Linked DNA regions of Anas platyrhynchos: region 1 is linked to region 2. The links are chromatin contacts, called in public Hi-C maps. All regions are on one chromosome and are shown on one strand. Each heading gives the region's core, a stretch centred on a gene start, on an enhancer-like site or on the middle of the called end of the contact. The rest is flanking DNA. Distances are from core to core; before and after follow the strand shown.

Region 1 (4,242 bases), core at 1,492-3,991, 140 kb after region 2:
TGTTACATCTCCTCTTGTTTCTGGGCTGTTAAGTAAAACAGAAGCTTTTGATAAAGGCTCTCAATGTCGCTCATCATTTTATAGACTTTTATTACATTTCCCTGATACACCCCAGAGTTTTCCAACAAATGAGTGCTATAAAGGCTCTGCTGTCTGCCAATTATTGTTATTGGTCTACTTCTGTGTTATCCTTTTCTAGATGACCAGTGGTGCCCACAGTATTTCAGGTGCACCCACTGGTCCACATAACAGCTGTGGCTCTATAAAACATTAGAATATTTTCTTTCTTATTCTCTGTTCAGTTCCCAATGAAATCAAACATTTTGCCTGCACTTTCACACTGAGCAGCGATTTGCATTGCTCCTTCTCTCAGGATGTTCCTGAGCTGACACAAGGCATTTAAAACCTAGAAAAGTGCACATTCAGTCCTTCTCTCTGAGTGCTTCAGATTTTCAATATTGAGATTTATTTCCCGTCCTCTGCCTTCATTTCTCACTCATTCACCAGGGCTAAGCCTCCAATCACGTTCTGCCCAGTCTTTGCTGGACTTGACTTCAGATTAAGAAAAACTTCATGCCGTCTGAAGATTTTGCTGTATCATTGCTCACTCCTTTCTCCAGTTCATTAAGCAGCACCAGCCCCAGCAGAGAACCTTGCGGCACCCCTGCCGCTAACCTTTTGCTATGCCGAGCATCGTTTCTCGTCCCTTAGCCAAAACCCCTCGGCAAGCCCAGTTCACATCTTTGCCATCCTCCTCTCGCCCAAGGTTACACCCAGCTCCAGCCCTCACTCGAGCAAAACTCCCGTAGATTTCTGTGGTTGTTTTGACTAAGTGGAGTTTGCAAAATCAGGGGACAAACGTTGTTGTCACCAGCAGCAGCGTCAAGCGGCGCAGTACCCACGCTTACACGATTATCCGACTCTGTTTATTTATAGCTCTGTATGGATGTAGCCTCTCCGCTGTGCCAAAAGCTCATATTCTAGGGACAAGCCCAACCAAAGGTTTCTGCGGGTCAAGCCGGCTCGGAGCACAGCACGCCTGAATTTAGCTCTCCTGCCTCTCGGGGGATGCATGCACAGAGCTGTCCGAGGGCGCACCTTTGGTTGCGGGTGCTGTTGCACGTCAACTAGAAAGAGAAAGGGAAGAAGCAAGGACGCAGCGCTGCCGGCCTTCCCGTACCGAACGGGGAAACCGGTTCCTTCTTATTTAACGGGCGGAATTGAGGAAAAGCAAGCAGTTCCTGGAAAGCGAGCCCTCGCTCCCCGCCGCTTCGGGAAGAGTTTGGGTTTCACCCAGCCACCACCGCAGCGAGCGAGCCCAGGCTGCCGGCACCGGCTTACCCCGCATCCCCCCAGCCCCGCCGCTCACCCACCTTGAGGTACTCGTTCTCGGAGCGCAGCTCCTCCACCTCCCGCTGCAGCTCCTCGGGGGCCGCCCTGCCCGGCTCCCCGCGGCTCGGGGCTCTCCCGGCTGCGGGCTGCGGCCCCGGGGGGGGCTCCCCGCGGACCGCGGCCGCCGGAGGGGCTCCGCGGGGCTCCCGGTCGCTGGAGCCGGTGCCGGACTCGGCGTCGCTGCTGGCGGCCGGCGCCGGGCGCTGCTCGTCGGAGAGCGGCTCGGAGGGGCAGTCGGACAGGTCGGAGCTGCTGTCCGTGTGCCCCACGCGGGCCAGCACCGCCGCCGCCGCCGCCGCATGGCCGCTGCCCGGCGGGGCTCCCCGCTTCGCCTTCCTGCCCTTGCCCCCCGCCGCGACCCCCTCGCCGCCGCCGCCGCCGCCGGGCTGCCGCCCCCCGGGCCGCCCGCCGGGGCCCGGCTCGGCTCCGCGGGGCGCCCGCTTGGCGCAGGGGGCGGCCTTGGAGCCCGGCCGGGCGGCGGGGGCGGCGGGGCCGGGGGCTGCCTTGGCCCCCGGGGCGGCGGGGCGGCGGGGGAGCCGGCCCTGCGCCGCCAGCAGCCCCGCGGCCGGAGGGTGGTGGGCGCCCGGCTGCGGCGAGGCCGGCGGCGGGGAGGGTCGGCCGGGGAGCCCGGGGGACTTGGGGGGAGCCGGGGGAGGCTTGGAGGCGGCGCTGGAGGCGGCGGAGCGGGCGTGCAGGTCCTTGAGGAAGGGTCTGGCGGGCGAGGGGGCGCGGTGCGGCCGCTTCTTGTCGGCGTGAGGGTGGTGGTGGCCGGGCGGCGGCCGCAGCGAGTCGCCGGGGCCGGGGCCGGGGCCGTTCAGCGCCTCCATGGCGAGGGCCGGGGGCGCCGGGGGGGCGGCCGGCGGCGGAGCTCGGCGGCAGTGGCAGCCTCCTGCAGCCTCCCCGCCGGCTTTCTCATCACTTCTGCTTCGCCCAGACACAGCCCTCGCACTTTTCTCGCCCGAGCCCTGTCTCCCTGCCCCCTCACCCCCTCCTTCTCCTCCTTCTCCTCCTCCTCCTCCTCCTCCTCGCCGCTCTCTCCCGAGCACTGATTTGCTTCGGCGAAACGAGCCCAAATCCCTCAGCGGCGGCAGCCGCCGCCTTCTCCTCCTCCTCCTCTTCCTCCTCCTCCTCCTCTTCCTCCTCCTCCTCTCCTTCCCCTCCCGCTCCCCTCTCCGCCTGGCTCAGCTCAACTTATGATGCCGCCCCAAAAGCCTCCCTCTCCCCTCCACCCGGCCCGCAGCCCCCTTAACCCGGCCGCCCCCTCTCAGCCCACCGGCGCCGCTGCCCCCGGCCCCGCTCGGTCCCGGTGCCGGCCCCGGCTCCGGCTCCTGAAATAGCCCCGCTGCTGCCGGGGCCGCTCGGGCGCGGCGCTCCCCGCCTGTGCGCAGGATCCGCCCCCTCTGTCACGGCGCCAGGCTCCCTGCCAGCTCCTTCTCCCCTCCAGCTCCCCGCAGCCTTCAGCACAGGGGCGCCGCCGGCAGCCGCTTGCTGCCAGAAACCCTGATTTTCGGGCGGGGAGTTTGTATTTCCCAGCCATCGGCGTTGCACGTTGCTTGATTTATATTTTTTTTTACCATTTTATTTATTTATTTATTTATTTATTTATTTATTTATTTATTTATTTTTCCAGCTAAGACTTGACGAAAATCCTTTCTCCGGCGCTTTGCAGCAGCCGCCGCATCACCTCCTCGCTGGCGGCAGGCACCGAGCTCGCCCAGAGGCAGTGCCGAGCATCCCGGGCACCCAGCGAGCTCCTGGCTGTGGCTCCGAAAAACACGGGGGCCGTCCTTTCGGGGTCCGCGGCATCGGAGCCCTTGCGTTTATTTGCAAAGAGCCCGGAGAACCCCTAAAAAAAAAAAAAAACAAAAAAAAACAAGGGAGCGGAGCTGGAGCGTGGGAAAGCGGCGCGGCGGCGGCGGGGATGCTCCGGGCTCCTCCGCTCGGCTCCCCGGTGTGTCACGGGCAGCTGGTGACGCCACCGACAACGTCATCGTGCAACAAGTGACGTCGTTTGGCGAGAGCTGCTGCAGCGGGGGAGAAAAGACCCGAGGGAGAGCCGGGGCTGCGGGGGCAGGAGGGCAGCGCCCCGCCGCGGGGCAGCAGCGGAGTGCCGGGGGTGGTGGTGGAGTTATTTCGGTTTGTTTTAACCATCCAGAAGCTAAACAAGCCTCCTTTGCTGAAATCCTGGAGCGAGAGATGCTGTGTTTCATCCGAAGAAATATTATCACGAGAATATTAAATGTTAGGGATGATAGGAATCAGGAAGGGATGTCGCCGCTCTCCCTTGGGTCCAGTTACAACTTTCAAGACTACGCCATAATTCCAGCTTCTCTTAGCTTCTCAATGTGTTTTAGTCCTGTGATGAAAGGGGAACTGCTCGGGACTGATTTATGAGTACTCTGGTTTGACTCGGTTGCCCCACGAAAACAACACTTCAAATCAAAAGGAAAATGAAAGGAAAAAGTATGGCTCAAGATAAGCCACTTTCCTGCAAACAATAGCTGAGAGACAGTGCCAGGCTTCTTTGCACTGGAGGGGAAGAGAATTAGGGAGGTGGAGAAAGGAGCACATTCACAAAAGGCTGGGAATTAGCTGGCAGAGTTAATCCGAGACACTTCAGTGCCTGGCAGAGTCCAGTTTGCTTTGGAAATTTACCTTGCAAATTTCACATCACAAATACCAAAATATAGATTATTTTTGCTTATTTTATGATTTTTTTCCCCACCAAATGCTTTATTTTTTGAAGGGTCTTTTTGTATGTCCATGCATCGTCAGCCACGAGCTCCCAAAGGTGAGGATGAGGAGCTGAACTCAGCCCGGCTCCCCAGTAAAGAGAAGTCGGGCTCAGAA
Region 2 (4,209 bases), core at 912-3,411:
CATTAAATCCCCCATTGCACTAGAAATCTGACACCTGAATGGTACGGCAAGTCGATGTGTTCGCCTTTCAAAGGCAGTTCTCCATATTCTTTTGGTTAGTCCCAAAGGGGGATGCAAATCAGCATGCCCAGGCTACTCCCCACACTAGGTAAAGTGAAATCTGACCACAGGACCTTCTTGTCACACTTGGGGCTACGGGCTAATACAGCTCACAGGTCATGATCCTGTGCCTGCTGCCCTATACACAAGTTGTTCAGCTCTGAATTCATTGCTTTGCTCAGGCAACTTGATTGCTCAGCATGTGTCTTTAGGACATTTAAAGCAGGCTGATTCCTAGTTGGAAGATAAATCATGGGCAGAGTTCGAGGACATTCGTTCTTAGTTCTCTTTAATCAGATCTGGCCAAACTTAGGCAAGCGTGCTTCACAGAAAAAATGTTATTATTTTGACATTTGGTTTTGTTCCAGTCTGAAATTAAATCCACTTTGTCAAAATTTCTAAAAAGAGAGGAATTCTAGGAGAAGTAAAATTACACAGCAAATACCAACAAGGGGGAATATGCTGCCTCAAGTGGTGGACACGGAAAGACATTAAACAGGGAAATGCAGAGCTTGTGGTCATCCAGGCTTGAAGCAGTCTGCCTAAGTAGTCTTCCCTGGACCCAGAAGTTAATCTCAGCTTTAGCTGGGGCTCTAGAGGCTCTTTTTGTCTCTCAGACTGCTTCTTCCAGGACAGAAAATCTGGCTGTGTTGGTGTTGAGGCCTGCCCTGGGGTACCGTGCACTGCAGAGAGCTGGGCTCTACTGCGCCTATACCAGCTCACCGAGTAATTTCCTGATAGCAAAGTGTGATGAGGTTAATGAATCAGAGGTTTGGGATGATTTTTTTACCCACAGTTACTAGCCAGCTATGGTTTTAATCACCGTATGTCTACACAGAGAGAGCCCTTCCTTCTGAGCAGAGGAAGTGAGTGGACCCGTCGGTTCTGCCTTCGGGGCTGAGCCAAAATGTGCAATTCTCGGTAGTTCCCCACAGCAGCGGCTTTCAATATGTTTCTTCATCCCACGCTGATCCCATCTGCTCTGTGCAAGGGCTTTCCAGGTCTGAAGCACCCCTCCCCATGCGGGTGCACGGCTCCCTTTTCTGGGGCCTGACAGATAGCAGGCAGCCCTGAGCAGGGCGTGGCATGGCTTTTGTGATTGCACTTTCCAGAATCTCCATGTCTGGATGCATATGGAAAACACAGCTTAATCTTTGTAAATAGATTTTGCTAAAATGAAAATTTTTATGTGTTAATTCCAGAGTGGGCATGGAGAGAAGTGATTTTTGTCCCAGCTTGCTAAGAAAATGTAACTTAGGAGGTCATAATTAGGTATGTGCTCTAATATTTGAATCCACTATGCAGTTTCACTCAAGTCTTGCAGAAGGCAGCCTCAAGTTCTTGATTCTGTTGCTGTCTGCTGTCAGGAACAGGTTAGTGTGAACTAATTCTCCTCATTTCAGAGAGGATGGGAAGGAGGAAGGAGGAGTGAGGGATAAAGTGATTATCAGCTCCCTGACTTGCCCAAGGCTACAGCCGGCACTCATTCTTTATTAGACATTAATGAATCCAAGCCTTGGTCATGCTTAAATGGCTTTGGATTTTTGAGACAGACATGAGGGAAAAATTATGAATGCTACAAATATTTGGTGTGTTAAGCAATGGATAAAGGAGGTGGTTGTGATGAGGTTTTCTGGACACACTTTAAATAAACTATGATATTAAGTGGCGTATAGGGCAGTCCTCTGAATCCACGTTTAATATTTTTATAATATGTAAATATCAATTTCCTACATTTATGGAAAATTGTATTGAGGGGAATCAAAGCTGGCAGATTACCCACCCCGTTTACCAACACAGCAAGTGGTTACACACACAATGCACAATAGTCAGAAAAGACCATGCAGCGACTGCTGCTCTGTCCATTACATACATGAGTAATGAGATTTCAAAAGCTTTTTGCAGGCTCGGTGTTAGGCTGGAAGATCTCCTAGCCACTCTTTGTCTGCTGGAGGAGGCACATTTCTTTTAATTTACGAAATGATTTAATGCACTGGGGGCTTTGAAAGAGACGGGCTAAACATCAGTAACGCCAGAGAGAACTGCAGGCTGCAGATAGCAGGGATCATTGGAAGTGTTCCTGTTGCACAACTTCCCAGGCATTTATTTCTTATTAGTCAAACACACCATGACAAACAATTCTGCGAATTTGCAATTTTAAGCAGCGACACGTGGAAAAGCATTCAGAGTTTTCCAAATGCAGACAGGGCAATAACATATCGCTGCGTTTTGATTTCACTTGCCAGCGGTGTACATGCCAGATAAAGAGGGTGACGTGTCACCTCTACACCCACTGCCAGAGCATGCAGAATGCACTTAACATCCTCTGCTGTGACAGACGAGCCCTGGTGCCTTTGTGCTGTGCCTGAGGAGATGGGGGCCCACAGCCATGCCCCTGCTTCCTGCACTGGTGGCAGACGTCTGGCAGCAAAACCTGCTGGGTGATACCTGCCCATGGAGCTCAGCCTGGGGCTCCGAGGTCCCATCTGGTAAAACAGTGGTGTGTAAATGCACCTCAGGTCCTACTGCCCCAAGGGGTGGTGGAGAAGCTAGAGGGTCAGAAGCTGCAAAGATCTCATCTAGTTTAAGTTTGTGATTATTCCCGTCATAAATTACAGTCACATAGAGCCTTATGTTATGTCCCGAGTTCAGTTAGAAAGTTGTCCTTAATTTAAGGGGAGCCAATACAAGACTTCAGGGAGGAAGAGGACCAAAGGTCCATGCAAAGTGATGCTTTGGTCCCATTTCACTCAGGGTGCTCATTCTGATGTTGCCTGTCGTCATTTTCACCCCTTTTACCAGGGTTGCTAACAGAGTCGCTCCATCTCACTGGTTCTCCGCTGAGACCTGAGGTACTCCAGAGCATGCAGCAAAATAAATAAATAAATAAATAAAGCTTCTAATTTTAAAATAAAAGATTTTTTTTTTTTTTAAACAAAATCTTCTGGGAGAGTAAATTCTGTAGACAAAATTAGCACAATGTGTGTGACTGGCATATAGGTGTAAATGAGATGCTTAACAGAGGCTGAACCCAAGGCTGCATCTGGCCTCACTCACCGTGCCAGAAATACTCAACAAGGTTGTAGGGTCTGTTTGTCTTGGGGTACCTCGTATGGTCCATTGATTGTGGTGGGATTTAAGATTGCACATCATTGTTTTTCTCGTTAGAGTTTAATTTAGGCATTATTAGAACGAGGCAGTTAGAACAATGGGTTACATTTGTCCTTGAGTATTAATTTGGCTGAGATGTGGTGGTTGAAGAGCAGTCAAGTGGACACCTGGGAGAGAGCTGCGTTCCCCAAAACCAGCCCTGTGAGCAGCAGGGAACCATCCTGGTGCAGTGCCAAGGGCAGGAGTGCTCCTGAGGGGCTGCTCCTGGCCCTGGCTCAGCCAGAGCTCTGGTATGGGAAGGTGATTAGCAACAACTGCTAATGCCTCAGACCCTTTTGGGTCATTTCTGATGGATCTGTGAGCAGCAGCACAAGCAGTTTATTGCACAATAAGCAGGGGGAACAGTGGAAAGTCCAGTTTATTATAAGTCCACGTCTGGCTTCCAGCTTTGATCCCACTGCAGTAACTGCAGCCTCCCCAGCCTGTCCCATCATATCACCCCCAGCATACCTGCAGTTCCTTCTCTATTTAATATCAACCTCTTCACGGTATCTCCAGGCCCTTCCCCACCCACTTCTACCAGTCTGAAGGAGGCAGTACCTGGCTGTGGCTCGCTCTGGACTGCGTGTGTGCTGCCAGCTGGCACTCTCAGGATGATGGAGGTATGTTGAGCTTGGTGCTGTGGCCATTAACTCAGCAGGCAATGGATTTTCACAAATATTATAAGAAAACAGGGCAGGCTTCAGGTGCCTAAACATTTATGTCATCACATGAAGTTGGTGTGCTGCCCTAGGGATTTCCATGTAGGACCGGAGCTACAATAAATATTTTGGAGACTTGTGCATTTCCTGAGCAGCAGATGAAGGATGCATGTAGACATCTAAAATAATACTAGATGCTTATGACTGAGCTATTAAATTGTCTGCTATTATCTATTAAATCCCTTACTGGTCGTGGATGTGATGGAAGTCAGCCAACTACTACTGGGACAGATGTCCA

The links. Hi-C and Micro-C count contacts between places; a contact is called where the count stands out from the background.
Region 1: a Hi-C map of F1 follicle shows a contact between it and region 2, with 2.4 times the contacts expected there. The contact joins the promoter of MTCL1 here to the enhancer-like site in region 2. A contact is called at or near these places in 2 of 8 Hi-C or Micro-C datasets (F1 follicle and liver).

The regions. Positions count from the first base shown.
Region 1 is chr2:50,676,158-50,680,399 of IASCAAS_PekinDuck_T2T, forward strand. MTCL1 (microtubule crosslinking factor 1) reads right to left here and starts at 2,742. Exons shown (of 15, transcript XM_072034716.1): 1 at 1,374-2,742. The coding sequence starts at 2,219. It overlaps LOC113842838 (a long non-coding RNA gene), which reads left to right and starts at 949. Exons shown (of 2, transcript XR_003495647.3): 1 at 949-1,379; 2 at 3,023-4,096.
Region 2 is chr2:50,537,285-50,541,493 of IASCAAS_PekinDuck_T2T, forward strand. No RefSeq gene overlaps it. Among named protein-coding and RNA genes, the nearest start is that of NDUFV2, 62 kb to the left of the region's middle. Within about 2 kb of position 2,162, at least 3 of the 8 cell types and tissues checked have an H3K27ac peak or open chromatin away from gene starts, as enhancers often do.